2 separate regions of the Rattus norvegicus genome follow, and region 2 is linked to region 1. A link is a contact called in public Hi-C data. All regions are on one chromosome and are shown on one strand. Each heading gives the region's core, a stretch centred on a gene start, on an enhancer-like site or on the middle of the called end of the contact. The rest is flanking DNA. Distances are from core to core; before and after follow the strand shown. Region 1 holds the start of Pax2 (paired box 2). Region 2 has its middle 47 kb from the start of Slf2.

Region 1 (2,700 bases), core at 49-2,548:
CCGGAATGAGAATCAGGCGTGCGTGGATGGGAAGGTACCACAGGAGGAAAAGGCGAAAGGGAAGGACCAGAGGGAAAGAAAGGGAGGAAGGAAGACACAGGGAGAAACGGAAGGGAACTCAGAGCAAGGGTAGCCGAGTTAGGACTAAGGATGAGGACTCGCGGGCGTCTGGGATCTGCGGGCATTGGCCGGTGGATGGCAGGGCTGGGCGAGTTCGGACTGAGAGCCTGGCTTCGGAGCGCTGCGCGCTCGGAGGCCCTCTGTGGTTGCCTGAATATTCATTAGGCTGGCCGCTCTTTATCCTTATCTAACGTTTATCTTCTCGGCGAGTTTCGTTTCTCAGTGTAGTTTTAATCCGGGGCTCCCATTCCTCCTCCCCCTGGCCCGCTCCTCACCCTCCCTCTTCCTTCGCCCGCTGCTCCCTCCCGTTTCCCCCTCCCCGGCCCTCCCCTCGCCGGCACCGGAGTGACAGGCGCGGGGCCCTCCTTGCCGAAGCTCGGGGCTCCGGCGCTGGCGAATCACAGAGTGGTGGAATCTATTGCCTTTGTCTGACAAGTCATCCATCTCCCGGCGCGGGGAGGAGGAGGGGGTCTGGAGGGGGCTTTGCAGCTTTTAGAGAGACACACACCGGGAGCCCAGGCTCCAGTCTCCGGCCGAGTCTTCTTGCAGCCGCAACCCACCTGGGGCCAGCCCAGCGCTGCGGGCGCCGCTCGGCTCCTAGGCTGCCTCCCTCCCTCTTGGCCCTTCGGCCGCCGCGGCGTGCGCCTGCCTTTTCCGGGGGCGGGGGCCGGCTCGCACGCTCCCCTCCCGCGGGCGCCCGCTTGGACATCCCGGGGATTGCTACTTCTCTGCCAACTTCGCCAACTCGCCGGCACTTGGAGCGGCCCGGCTCCCCTCCTGGCGCCCTCGGGCCGCCCCCGCCCTGAGCTCTCTTGGTTCAGAGCCTCTCGGACGACGGGGTTCCAGGGGAGCTGAGTGAGCTGTCTTCCCTACCCGGCCTCAGCTCTGGCCGCAGCTGGCGCGCGAGCCATGCGCCCCCAGTGCCCCTTGGTCCAGCCGGTCGCCCGGGGGCTGCTTTGCTGACTGCCCAGCCGCGTGCCCCAACGGTGGCAAGTTGCAGTCGCTGCGGTTGCAAACCCCAGCGGGCCCGGAGGAGTCCCGGCGTGGAGCGCAGCGCGGTGCCCCCCGCCCTCGCTTGCCCCCCAGCAGCCGGGCGCCCGCTCACTCTCCCTCCCCCACCGTCCCTTCCTTTTCTCCTCAAGTCCTGAAGTTGAGTTTGAGAGGCGACACGGCGGCGGCGGCCGCGCTGCTCCCGCTCCTCTGCCTCCCCATGGATATGCACTGCAAAGCAGACCCCTTCTCCGCGATGCACCGTGAGTACCGGCGCCCGGCTCCTGTCTCGGTTCCAACCCCACGTAGCCCCAGCGCGGCCCGGCCCCCTGAGCTCAGGTCTCACCCTAGAGGCCACACTGGCTTTCTCCTTTCGTTCTATTTCTCTTACCTAGTAGTTTCTCATGCCTTCAGCCACTGTTCTGTTTTTTGCCACTCCGTGCTTATGGTTCTGCCTGCCTCTCTACCTTCCCTAGTGTCTCACCTCCCTTGGCTCCTTCCACCTGCTTCTCCTTACCTCGCAGGACCCATAACCCTGGGCCCAGGTTCCAGCCACCCATTCCCTAGTCAGCCTTTGCCCTGGACTGAGGGACTAATTGGCAGCAGTTTTCAGCTCTCTCTCTTTCTCTCTCTCTCTCTCTCTCTCTCTCTCTCTCTCTCTCTCTCTCTCTCTCTCTCAGTGTCCCTCTCCTCCCTCCCTCATCTCTACCTTCCTCAAACTTAGAGTTGTGGGTAATCAGGAGGAGGCTCCTAGCCTGGACAGCCTCGGTGTCAGGACAATTGTACGGGAGATCCTGGGGGTGTGACCCCCTTCTGAGCCTCAGCTCCCAGCATCTCTTGCTCCCCCCAGCTTAGTTAAGACTTCCTGGGGGCTGCTTTGAAATATCTCATCCTTTCTTTCACCTTCACCTTTCCCTTCCCTTTTAGCCAGGAACACAAGGGTAGCAGGAGAAGGTGGTCACTTTTCTTGACTTTGCCCAGTGAGGTGATCGGTCTAAAACAAACAAACAAACAAACAAACAAACAAACAAACAAACAATGAGGGATTTTGAGGAGAAATCAAAGTCAGGAAGAGAGCTAGTAGTAGAGCCTTCCAAGTCAGCACTTGCCTGCCTCCACTCTATGTCGAGGACCAAGCAGCCAGCGCCCTAGCCAGGGGTTCAGCAAGAATGAAAAAAAAAATAAGAGGGAAAGAACAAAAGAAAGACAAATGCCAAGACTGAGGAGAAAGGAAAGAGAAATCAAACCAAGAAAGGGGAAAAATCAAGGAAAGAAAATTAAAAGGATGTGGGGGGGGGGAGAAATAAGAAAATAGGAAAGGGGGAAATATCATAATGATATTTGAATGTATCTAATTCATAACGGGTCTTTAGCTCGGAAAACTATTTGTCAGGTATTTTCCCTTGCTTAAAAAGATAAATAATATTCCAAGTAGAAAAGCCCTCCCCATCTATAGATTAATAATTAAGGATAATTTGTAACTTTCCACAGGGTAACTTTTAGACCTAGCCTGATTTGTGTTTTAAAACGGGATCCAAGAAGAGGGAGCCGTGTTTTGTTTGTTTCCTAAGCACATATTTAGCTTCACGG
Region 2 (2,705 bases), core at 116-2,615, 120 kb after region 1:
CACGGATATTCCACCACTTTCTCCTTCCAACTTCTCTGTCCTCCACTGGAGTTTTTTTGCTTATCTATCCTGGGTCTAACACCCCCTCTGTCCTAAGTGTCTTTGACCGCCTGGACTTCTCGTTGGGTTTCGTCGTTTCTCAGTCTGCTTCTGACTGACTCTATGTTGGTGTCTGGCTTGGTGCAGACACAGGCCTTAGAGGGGGTGAGGAGCCACGATAAAGTAAAATGTTACACACAGGGACACAAGTGGTGAGCGATCAGGTGGTTCTGGGGGCATTAAAAGTCGTGGAGCTGTGCCAAGAGTGAAAAGGAGGGGTGGCTGTGAACCAGGAAGTGTGAGGAAGGTGCTGGAACCTCACTGTCCATATTGAACTTGCCCAAAGAGATGGAGGATAAAATCTCGAGCTTACACCACATACCACACACACACACACACACACACACACACACACACACACACACACACACACACACGCAGAGCGGATCTCTGATGCACATCCATACCCACTCTGGAAGACCCATATAAGGACCCCCACAGCGATACCTTCCAGATTCACACTTCAGAGCCAAGGACAGAGTCACCAGTAAAAAGTAGCTCTGCTCTCTGACCCAAGCCCTGCCTCTCCAGGTCCGCCTTACAGGGAGGGCTATGTGCTGGTGTGTGAGCCCAGGCCTCCTGAACTCAGCCTCCACTTCCACACACAGGACCACAGGGTTACCCGGCATCAACAGAGACCTAAGTGTCCATCACCGCTATGGGAAGAGATTGGCATCAACCGGGAGAAAGCCAAAAGTGAGAGACAGAAGGCCAAGAATAAAGCAGATTCAGGCAAGAGAGGCCTGAGGCTGCACCCAAAGACTGAAAGAGAAAGAGTTGAGGAAGCAGAGGCACTGGCCAAAGGACAGAAGAACGAGAGAGACAAAGAGAAGAAAGAGACTCAAAGGCCAACCGGGAGAAAGAAGAACCGCAAGCCGTGCGAGGGACGCTGCGGGCGGGCGAGCGGGAGGGCGGGCGGGGGCGCCCGGGACGCGGGAGCCGGGCCTGCGCGGGTGGCGGCAGCGGCGGAGGCTGGAAAAGCTCATTTTGCCGGTAATTTACTCTCCTGCTTTTGGGCCGCTCCGCCTGCCGCTGCCGCCCGCCCGGGCTGCCTGTTCCAATATTAGATATAAACAAGTAAACTGTGTAATGGATCACATTAAGCAGGCCTTGCGTCTTGAGGCAGGATTTAATTTGCATGGCAGATTAGCTTGTCTTCCCAGCAAGGCACCCCGGGGCACCCCGAGCTGTAATAGGATCCCGCCTCTTAGAGCCCATTAAGTCAATTGAGAGCGCCTCCTAATCTCCCTCCCCGCCCTGCACCAGAATCCCCTCCTGCCGGACTGGGAGGGACTTGTGGTGGCCAGACCCCATCTTGTCACCCTGGGTGGTGCTCCATCACAGGCCCCACCTCGCCCTTAAAGTGACAACCCCAAATCCTATCCGCTGCCCCTTTCTAACCTCGTGCCTTGGCGCCTAACCTCCGAGAAGTTTCCCTCATCACATTCCCAACATACTTGAGCGAAGGGACCACTCTCCTCTCACTTGGTCCACACTCCTCCAAACCTGCCCAAACTTCAAGCCAGCACCCCGACTTTCTTCCTCCCCTCCCTCTCCCCCATCCCCCATCCCCGCCCCCGCATGGCTTCTAAACCTTCCACCAAAGAAAAACAAAAACAAAAACAAAAAACTTCTGAACTGATGTCAAAGTCTACAGTATGTCCTATCCTGCTCTTCGATTTCTCACAGAGCGTCTATCTGTTCGAGGAGGCGCCTTTGCCTCCAGCGATAGTTAGCTGTCAAGATGGAGGTCAGAGGAGGACTCTGAACCTGCTTGGAAGCCAATGCACGAGTCACAGTTTGGTTCCAAGCTGGGGCTAAAGCGAGTTGTGATGATAGCCCTCATCGGGGGCGGGAGGGGGGCGAAGGGCCTTTAAAGTTTAGAAGTAGGGCCCACACTTGACCATGAATCCTCAAAGGAATCCTTTTAAATCAACCCCACTTTGAAGATATGGCTACTAGCACTCGGAGGAGGGAAATGACTCGCTCGAGGTCACACAGATGGGAACGGACAATTCGGGACTCAACCAAGTCTCGAGACCCTAGTGCAGAACATTGTGATACACAGTGGTACAGGAATCAGCCCCGGGAGTCCAGAGAAGAACGGGCAAGTCTGAAGGACTGCATCAGGGTCTACACCAAGATCAAGCCGTCCACGGATGCCCCACTGTACAGCAAACCCACCCTTCCTACTGGATGGACTGGGCAAACAGCGCACCCCATGGACTCGGTTAACAAGAGATGCTTCTGAGTGGACTTATTGGACCAAACAGCTTGGGACTGGAGGCGTCAAAGGTGATTTGTGGTAGATGTCGAGAAGAACTTCCAGTCTGTGGGTGTACCCCACTGTCCCCACCCCTTAGTGCTAGAGAGATGCTGAGATGGATGGGCTGGGCTGAAGAGTAGGCTATGGAGACTAAGAGCAGGGAGTGATAGCCCAGGGTGTGTGGGATGGAGCCAGGCTCCAGGAGAAGGGTCAGCACGGCTCTGCTTGGCTCACAAAGGGTCCTTGTTGTGGGTAATGGGACTCCCCTGGCAGCTTTATTTGCTGTCAGTGGCTTTTATTAAAGTCTCCAGTTTCAGACCCTCCAACCTCCAACCATTGT

What was found. Hi-C and Micro-C count contacts between places; a contact is called where the count stands out from the background.
Region 2: a contact with region 1 is called in a Hi-C map of liver, with 1.9 times the contacts expected there. The contact joins the enhancer-like site here to the promoter of Pax2 in region 1. A contact is called at or near these places in 10 of 12 Hi-C or Micro-C datasets (the A7r5 cell line, the Rat2 cell line, frontal cortex and 5 more).

Annotation. Positions count from the first base shown.
Region 1 is chr1:253,564,624-253,567,323 of GRCr8, forward strand. It overlaps Pax2 (paired box 2), which reads left to right and starts at 1,299. Exons shown (of 11, transcript NM_001106361.1): 1 at 1,299-1,373. The coding sequence starts at 1,331.
Region 2 is chr1:253,684,041-253,686,745 of GRCr8, forward strand. No RefSeq gene overlaps it. Among named protein-coding and RNA genes, the nearest start is that of Slf2, 47 kb to the right of the region's middle. Within about 2 kb of position 1,366, at least 17 of the 93 cell types and tissues checked have an H3K27ac peak or open chromatin away from gene starts, as enhancers often do.